2 separate regions of the Mus musculus genome follow, and region 2 is linked to region 1. Evidence: chromatin contacts called from public promoter capture Hi-C data. All regions are on one chromosome and are shown on one strand. Each heading gives the region's core, a stretch centred on a gene start, on an enhancer-like site or on the middle of the called end of the contact. The rest is flanking DNA. Distances are from core to core; before and after follow the strand shown. Region 1 holds the start of Mfsd11 (major facilitator superfamily domain containing 11). Region 2 holds the start of Endov (endonuclease V).

Region 1 (4,596 bases), core at 1,693-4,192:
CCAAGTGCTGGGATTAACCCACTTTACTATACATTCCTTGAACTCAAGCTACCTTGAGGATCCTCATTTCATTTATTAGGCAGTGTTTATCTGCCTAGTTCATTCCAATTTGTAAATTCGTATTTCTCTGGCTTCCATAAGCCGCTCACAAATTGAATGTATTCTTTCATTTGTTCTTTAAAATACACAGAAAACACAGTACTACAAAGTTGTAACGGTTTTAACTATCTAAAAAAGCGGACACTAAAATCCACATATATTTTGGGTAATTAAGAACCAAATTAGGAGAGTTTTGAAATTGGGAGGATAAACCTACAAACAAACCTATAAACAGAGAAATTACGGAAAAGGACCCAGGCATAGCAAGGCCTGCCTACCATCCCAGTACTCAGCAGGTTAAGCATGGCTGGGTTCCAGGTCAGAGGAGACCACAAGGTAGGATTTTCTTCTCAAATAAATGTAAAGAGTGTGTGTATAGCTTAACTTCATAACTCTACAATGTATACATACATTGTACATAGAGATAAACATGTGCGACTCTTGTCAATTCAAAGTTTTGGTTTTCTCCTATAAGAGAACCCAGAGTTAGATGAGGTACACTTGGTTAATCCCAGCACTCAGGAGGCAGAAGCAAGAGGATCTCTGTGACTTTAAGACCAGTCATTTTGAGGTCAGCCTGGTTTATGGAGTGAGTTTCAGGACAGCCAAGGGTACACGAGAAACCCTGTGTCGAAAAACCAAAGTAAGTAAGTAAATCAATCAATCAATCAATAAATAAGACAAGCCAGGGTTACAGAGTGGGACCCTGCTAACCACAAAACAACCGCCCCCTGCCTAGTTTGTCCAGTATCTCAGCAGGGGGTAATGCCAGGTTGACAGAGGCCTCATTGTCACCTTCCTGGCAACAGAGTCTTGGAGAGCCTCTGAGAGAATGCTGAATTCTTTGATGTAAGTTATTGGAAAGAGGAGGAAAGAGAAAAAAGGAAACCCTGAAGCCAGGCCTGATGCTACAGGTTTCTAAGTTTATCACTAGGGAGGTGTAGATACCTGAAGTTCAAGGTTATCTTGTATTATGCTACAAGCTCCACGCCAGACAAGAGAGGAGGCAATTGGAGGGAGAGAGGTTGTATATGTGCATGTATTTAGTACATTTCCAGCTACAAATCCAAAGTACTACAGACCTGTGAAGTTTTCATTTTCTATGTCTAAACAGCATAAAAATCTTTTTTTGTTTTGTTTTGTTTTTTTGAGACAGGGTTTCTCTGTATAGCCCTGGCTGTCCTGGAACTTACTCTGTAGACCAGGCTGGCCTTGAACTCAGAAATTCACCTGCCTCTGCCTCCCAAGTGCTGGAATTAAAGACGTGCGTCACTACTGCTCAGCTTCAGCATAAAAATCTTTGTTTTTTTTTTTTTTTTTTTTCTTTTTGTTGTTTTTCGAGAAAGGGTTTCTCTGTATAGCCTTGGCTGTCCTGGAACTCACTTTGTAGACCAGGCTGGCCTCAAACTCAGAAATCCGCCGCCTCTGCCTCCGAGTGCTGGCATTAAAGGCGTGCGCCACCACGCCCAGCTTCAGCATAAAAATCTTAAAGCTTCTGATGAAATTATAAATTGAGAATGAGATTACAAAGCCTCAAAAATCCAATGTTTCAACAACTACAGCACTGTTCAGGATTAGAACATGATTTTGACAAGACTTGCATGCATATTGAGCCAGAAGCACTATACTGCCTGCATAGCCATGATCTTAGTAAAGAACCTGGGGTCACAGAGCTAACTTGCTGAACGTAGCAAAGCATCCCAGTTCTGAAGCCAGGCTTTCAATCCCAAAGCCTCCTAATTCTACAGAAGACCTTTAGTCATCATCGTAAAAGAATTTACCATCACGCTTATTTATTTTGGGATTCACGGCATGCACCCCCATGCCTGCTCTGTAACTTTATTACTACATTTTAAAATTTATGTTTGTATGGTAGGAGAGTGTTCTCCTGCGTGGAAGACACATGAAAACCTGCAGGAGCTGGTTCTCTTCTTCCACCACGTAGGTTCTGAGGATTAATCCACGTACTCTGGGAGGTATGGGTCTGTATCTACTGATCTACCTGGGTGGCTCAAACCTCAGAAAAAGAGAGACAGATTTGACACAATCATGGCTACTCTTCAGTTACAACATGTTATTGCTGGTTTTCCTGAGATGGATGGAACTATGACATGCAAAATAAAGTCATGCACACAGTACAATACCTGGTATATCCACTGCCATGAAAATCTGTGCTATTTAAGCTCCTGATGACAGTTTGCTGTGTGGAAGATAAAACTAATCAACAAAAATGTCTTGCCATCTCCCTCCCCGCAGGAAAGTCTAAATACTCAAAAAAAATGTTATGATCCACACCTCTCACCCAAGCCCACCATGAGAGGAGAAAAAAACCGACTCAATTGCCGCAGAAGATATACTCGAGATGGGGAAACAGATAATCAACTGTACCCACAAGCCACCCAAGCACTAAATACAGAGTTTAACATTCACAAAAATTAAAGTAACTATGGTCCATACTCAAATTGCAAGCCGCATCTGAGTATTAAACGAAAGTGTTTAACACCACGTAAACGCGAAATATCTGATACACAAAATTAAGAAAACGAGAAAGGGTAGGCTGAAAAACAGGAGGTGCAATCTTGGCGTGGTAGCGGACATAAACGTTTATTGTCACAGCTGGAATGCATTCAGACGGGCATTCAAAGGAAGGAGTACAGATTCCAACTCACCGCCACATTTCCACAAGTCTGAAAGGCGGTGAACATAAACATAAAGGCAACTCCTAAAATAACGATGTTGAAAAGCTTTTTAGACTCCGGGGACATTTTGGCTCCGCTTGCTCAGAGGCCAGCAGCGGCCCAGGACAGTCACCTCTTCTCCTCCAGTCGAACCCCCTGACAGCCCTGAGGGAAGAAACCAGATGAGAGAACCACGAAGCCAGACTGCCGATTTCCAATCTTGGGATGGGAATCGTGGGTTTAAGGGAAATCTCTCCCCACCGGTACAGTCGGGACCCTCCGGGGACGCGACCGAGTGCAGAGGAGACCCGGGGTCTACCCGCCGCAACTCCAGTTGCAGGGAACGGGATCCGGGGCAAGGACGAGCAGTAGCAGCTGCTGGGGCCCGCCCTCCCGGCCTGACTCACAGCAGATCACGAGACCGGTCAGCTGACCAGAGTCTGGTCGCAGCGCCCGCCGGGAAATGTAGTCCCGGCGCCCCGTGGGGGGAGGGGAGGGTACGGCCGCACGCTGTGGCTAGCGCGTACTTTAGGTCTACACTACCCGTCCCTTCGTAGAGAGCAAAGGCCCCGAGAAGTGAAACCAAGGCAGCGAGCCTCAGTCAGGAGCGGCGGGAGAGGGGAACGTGAGGTGGCCCCGGGACACAGAGAGGCAAAAGAGAGCGCAAGAACCGGCTCTGACAGGCGGGACTGAAGGCTGGGCGGAACGGCGCGTGGAGCCCGGGCATTGGCGTGGGGAAGGGGCGGGGCTCTGGTGGGGCGCGCTTCCTCTTTCTCCCTCCATAGAGCCTCGTTCTTCCCCTTCCCCGCGCTCTCGCGGACGCACCCACGGTAGAGCATTTGGCGGGCTTTCTAACTGCCTTCTCTGGCTGCTCCCCCGCCCCACCGCAGTGACTGCGCGCTTTCCGCCCGCCCGCCGCGCGGTGCGCAGGCGCACCTGGGAGGGGCGGGGCGCGCGGCGGCGACGTTACGCAACACGGCCGAATGGGCCAATCAGGAGATTCATTTCCGGGTGGCGCGGGCGCCATTTTGTAAGGGTGGGTATAAATGCGCGCTGGGGCCCGCCCGCTCGCTTAGTTGCTGCTCAGGCGTCCGTCAGGTTCGGGTGCTCTGCGGCGGCCTTGCGGCTCCCTCCCTACCCACGAGGACTGTAGCTACCGAGCGCCTGACGGAGCTGCGTTTCCGGAGAGCGAGGGCCTGTCCGGGGCGTTAGGGTCTCGGCGCCGCTTCGCAGCCATGAGCTACGGCCGCCCGCCTCCCGATGTGGAGGGCATGACCTCCCTCAAGGTGGACAACCTGACCTACCGCACCTCGCCCGACACCCTGAGGCGCGTCTTCGAGAAATACGGGCGCGTCGGCGACGTGTACATTCCGCGGGACCGCTACACCAAGGAGTCCCGGGGCTTCGCCTTCGTCCGGTTCCACGACAAGCGCGACGCCGAAGACGCCATGGACGCCATGGACGGGGCGGTGCTCGACGGCCGCGAGCTGCGGGTGCAGATGGCGCGCTACGGCCGCCCGCCCGACTCGCACCACAGCCGCCGGGGCCCGCCACCCCGTCGGTACGGCGGCGGCGGCTACGGGCGGCGGAGCCGCAGGTGAGCGGGGCCCGGGGCGGAGCGGGAGGCGGACGGGCACAAAGGTACGCGGAGCACGTGGAGCCAGCCCCTCCCTCGCGGCCGGGGTGGCAGCAGGGCCGGGCCACTCCGTGCGAGACCCCGCCTCGCGGCAAGGGAAATGGCGCCTGGCAGCCAGATAATGGCGGCGGGGCGGGCGGGGCGGGACCGGCGGCCTGCAAGCTCACCCTGTCGCTTCGTTCA
Region 2 (4,394 bases), core at 620-3,119, 2.6 Mb before region 1:
ATGACAACTGCAGTTCCTGAGAAGTGCGCCACAAAAGCCATCAAGGCTGCGGAAGGCCCTTCCTTCCCGACCCAGGCTACAGCGGCAGCAGTAAAATGTCCAAAATGGCAGCGCCTATCAAAATAGAGGCACTATGACATCTCCTCAGCCCAAGGCCATCACAGGAGCTGTCCATGGTGGCAGCACCTTTCCTGCCTCAGCCTACTTCTGTCCTGAGGAGCTGTCCACAGTGGTGAGACCTTCTTTCAATGCCCCAGCCTACAGCCTTGATGAAGCACCACTACCGGAGTTGTTCACAGAGGCAGCACCTCTCTCCAGCCTCCCCAGCAGCCTCAGAGATGGCACCTCAGCAAAAGCTGGCTGCCACCAGGAAGGACTTCCTACTCTAAGTCATGGCCCTAATACAGGGAAAGGAGGTGAAAAATCCAATGATCCCTGAGCCCACCCCAAGCTCAGGACTTGAGATCCCACAAATCCTCATTCTGGAAATCTCTGCCCTGAGAAGCTCTGTCCCCTCAGAAATCCTATAAAAGCACTGCCCCTTTGTCCAGTTTCCTGCTGTCTGCCCCCCCCCCCCCCCCCCCCCCCCCGAGAGCAGAGGGCAGCCATTCCTAGATTAGTCCCTCCTCCTCCTCCTGGAGTCTTCCCTCCAATAAATCTCTTTCATAAAATTTCCTGCTTGGTGTAACTCTCCTGTCAGAAAAGAAGCAAGGAAGAGAAGAGAAGAGAAGAGAAGTGGAGAGAGCGGGGCTGAGGCTTCCTCTCAGAGCTGTGTGGTTCCCGGGTCCTTGTGTCTCACGATGCCTTTCCATTGGGACACCTTTCCCCTCAGAATTTTAAGGTCCCTGGGCTTCCGAGTCCCTTCCATCTGATCAGAAACACAACAACCAGACCTGGAATTGTCTGTCGATCCTTTAAAAACTACTTTTAATTCACCATTTGTGTACATATATGTAGACCCGTGGGAGTTTATGTACATCACAAGCATCCTGGTGCCCATATTTCCTCTGCTTTTTGCTTTTGAAAACTTTTCTTCAAAGGCATTCCAATCTATTCATTACACTCTACAAACGGGGTGGAAGTGTATCAGTCCCTTGCCTAACACATTCGAGGGCCTGAGTCGGCTTCCTAGCATCAAATATATATATATACACTACGGGGTGCAAGTATTAAAAAAAAAAAGTAAATTTTATAAAACTGGACCCTGGCTCTCTGCCTACGATCGAACTGCACCGGGCGCAACATCCCACCCGGGTTACCTTGAGCTCGGGGTAGCTCAGCACTACCAGGGAAGCGCAGGCCCGGACACTGTCCCCTTTCACGAAGGACACATCCACGCCCCCGACCTTCTGCAGGCCCGAGAAGCTGGGGTCCCGCTGCCAGGCCTCCGTGTCCCGATCCACCACGCGCGCTTTCAGCCGGGCTTGTTCCCTAATAGGACACGAACATCAAACGGGCTCAGGGCCCATGGGAAGAGCGCGACGCTCGGGGCGTCCCCCCTCCCAGCCCACCCTCTCTCCTTTTTGTCCATCAAGCCACACTGAGAAGGAAAAGCTCTCGGCGATGGGAATCCCCGGTACCGGAAACGAGGACCACGCCCACAAAGGCTGGCTGCAACTTCCGGCAGCCGGCGGCCCGGAGCAGGCCTGTGCCGCAGCACCGAGGGTCAGTTTCCCAGCCGCCACAGGGGCTGTGAGGTCGGAGGTCACTGGAGAAGGCCACCCCCTTGGCTAATGCACGACCCCGACCCCATTACCCTTTCCACAGCGACAGGGTTTCCTCTGGCGGCCGCTCAGCGGCCGTGTGAGCCATGGCTAGCGCCTCGAGGCTTTGAGGACGTCACTTCCGGAGCGCCGGCGCCGAGCTGTTAGCCTCGCTCGTTTAGCGTCCCTCCGCTTCAGCTGAGGTTGCCGCCACCAGGGGCCGCTGTCACAGCAGTGCTGGGCGCCGAGCGCTGACTTCTTCCCGCGCGACTCTCTCAGATGCCGGCGTCCCGTCCCGTAGGTGGGTTGGCGCACAGGTTTGGGAAATGCAAGCCCAGCTCTGCGCCTTACCTGGCGCCTCCAGCCCTCCAGCAGCTTCGGCCCCGCTCTGAAAAGATTGGCCAGCAGTTGCATCCCTCGCACACACGGAGCCCTGAGCCCTGGGGTAACGCGGTTCCAATTACTGCCAGGTTCGGGTCCGCACATCGACACATTGCGTATGAGCACGCGCTTGCGGAGCAGAAAACCTCTGTGCAAACTTGAGACACCTTTGCAGCATAGATTTTTTCAGTTGTACCGATTGTGAGAAATTAGTCCGGAATAAGAACTCAAAAACCAGTGAAGTCGAGGGTCCTGGGCGTGGGCGCACTCCATTAATTCCAGCATTTGAGTAAAGAGGATCCCTGAATACGAGGCCAGCCTGGTTTACAGTAATTGAGTTCTAAGACAACCAGGACTACACGGAGAAATCCCATTTCGAAAAAACAAAAACAAAGGATCCTCCAGACCAGGGTGTGTGTGTGTGTTAGTTAGGGTTCTTCTAGAGGAAGAGAACCGATAGAAAATACATAAAGGGGATTTAGAGCTTGCCATAAGCAGGCAAAAAACAAAAGCTTCCTTCTTTCATGTCTTTTTATACAGGCTGCCACCAGAAGGTGTGTCCTAGATAGAGGGCAGGTATCTGGACTCTTAGGTTTTAGTTCATTCCAGATATAGCCAAGTCCACAAACAAGATTAGGCACTACAGGGTGTCAACCCAAAACAAAACGCAAAGTTGGCTATGCTCAACGATTTGGTGCAGAACTGTAGTTTTTATATTCTTGATTGCATTAGTCTGCCTCATTCATTTCCTGCTGGGTGAGTACTTAATGAGGACCAGTCTTTCTGTTTCTAGTATAGGTCTCTTACCCCAAATACCCATCCTGTCCGTTTAGTACCCAGAGCCTTACCTAATGTGTATCTCCCTCTCAATGACATGAGCTCAGCAGACTGTAGTGTTTTTTTTTTTTCTTAGAGATTTATTTTCATTCTTGTAAGTCTGGTAACGAATGCAGGTGCCCACGGAGACCAGAAGAGTTAGATTCCCCTGGAGCTCAAGTTACAGGAGCCTGTGGTCCTCTTGACATGGGTGCTAGGCATTGAATTTGGGCCCTCTGAAACAGCAGCACATATTTGGCAATTGCTGAACCAGCTCTCCAGCTCTAGATTGTAGCCTTTTGTTTGTCTTTACCTTAAGACAAAAGAGCCAAGGCCAGCAGGTACCAGCAGGAAGGACTGGGGTTTGCGACCTCTTGCTTTTTTATGATCTGGTAAACTTAAGTGTATCTAAGGTACCTTCTCTGGTATTAGAAACGGATGGTTCATATTTTATTTCTTAGACCAGTAGTTCCTTAGGGATCTCTTCCTTCTGAGTTCTGGGAAATGCTGGCATTGAGTCCAGAACAAGAAAATGGGAGAGTATGTAGAACTGTACTGTGCTGTTGTGAGGGAAAAATCATAAACAAACATGGGAAGAGGACTTTGAACTGGAGGTGGGAATGGCCTGTGTGAGGCTTGGGAGACCTGAAAGTTGTCCCACAGCTCCCTAAAGGACTTTGGCACTTAATGCTTACTGTGGGGTAGATTGTCACTTTCTTCAGTGGTGTGGCCACTGTTGCCACACACACAAGACACAAGGAAGTAGGAGGACCCTTGTTGGGATGAGTGGTTTCAGTAGGGAGGAAGGGGATGAGTGAGGCAATGGGGATGGAAATGATTAGAATTCATCATCATCCATGCACAGGACAAAGAAGAAAGAGTGGGAATGTGGCGGGCAGAGGGAACAACGGTATAAATGTCCCGACGCGGGAGTGTGTGGGTGAGTGTGGTGAGCATGGTGAGTGTACAAATGCAGTAAGTGTGCAGGTGAGTGTGGTGAGTGTGCAGGAGTGTGGTGAGTGCAGTGAGAGTGCAGGTGAGTGTTTACAGCATCAGCTAAGGTTGAGGTAGCAATTGGCTTACAGTCCTAGGAGAATTCAGAGAAATGTATAGCTATGTCATATGTATGTACATTTCAAGAGGAAAGTATAAAAGTGTAGATTAGACCAATCTAGAGCGTGTGGTTTGGGAAAGGCTTCCTGTAACACAGCCAACAGGACTTGAAAGCCAGCAGGTTTTGAGCTGGGTTTTCCAGAGCTCACTGTGCACCAGCTGCTGTGCTATTGCTTATCTGTCCTGTGTTACTTTACCACAGATCGGCAAGGCATTTTGCAGAGGAAGAAACTGCAGTTTAAAGAGTGGCTGGCCTGTAGTCATCAAGCCTGCAGACAGGAGAGGCAACACCCAGACTCAGGTAAGCCAGCCTGGCTTTGTTGGAGAGTGGTCAGGGTTTGGTATTTGGGAGCCATTCATACCAATGGAGATGGGACAGAA

Evidence for each region. Capture Hi-C pulls out chosen DNA fragments and counts their contacts.
Region 2: a promoter capture Hi-C map of liver shows a contact between it and region 1, with 2.3 times the contacts expected there. The contact joins the promoter of Endov here to the promoter of Mfsd11 in region 1. A contact is called at or near these places in 1 of 39 promoter capture datasets (pre-B cells) and 2 of 9 other capture datasets (adipose tissue and liver).

The regions. Positions count from the first base shown.
Region 1 is chr11:116,852,346-116,856,941 of GRCm38.p6, reverse strand. Mfsd11 (major facilitator superfamily domain containing 11) reads right to left here and starts at 2,942. Exons shown (of 13, transcript NM_178620.4): 1 at 2,769-2,942; 2 at 2,244-2,299. The coding sequence starts at 2,864. It overlaps Srsf2 (serine and arginine-rich splicing factor 2), which reads left to right and starts at 3,848. Exons shown (of 3, transcript NM_011358.2): 1 at 3,848-4,374. The coding sequence starts at 4,013.
Region 2 is chr11:119,488,822-119,493,215 of GRCm38.p6, reverse strand. It overlaps Endov (endonuclease V), which reads right to left and starts at 1,869. Exons shown (of 9, transcript NM_001164636.1): 1 at 1,757-1,869; 2 at 1,260-1,431. The coding sequence starts at 1,812. A930037H05Rik (RIKEN cDNA A930037H05 gene) reads left to right here and starts at 1,981. Exons shown (of 4, transcript NR_153849.1): 1 at 1,981-2,173; 2 at 4,216-4,314.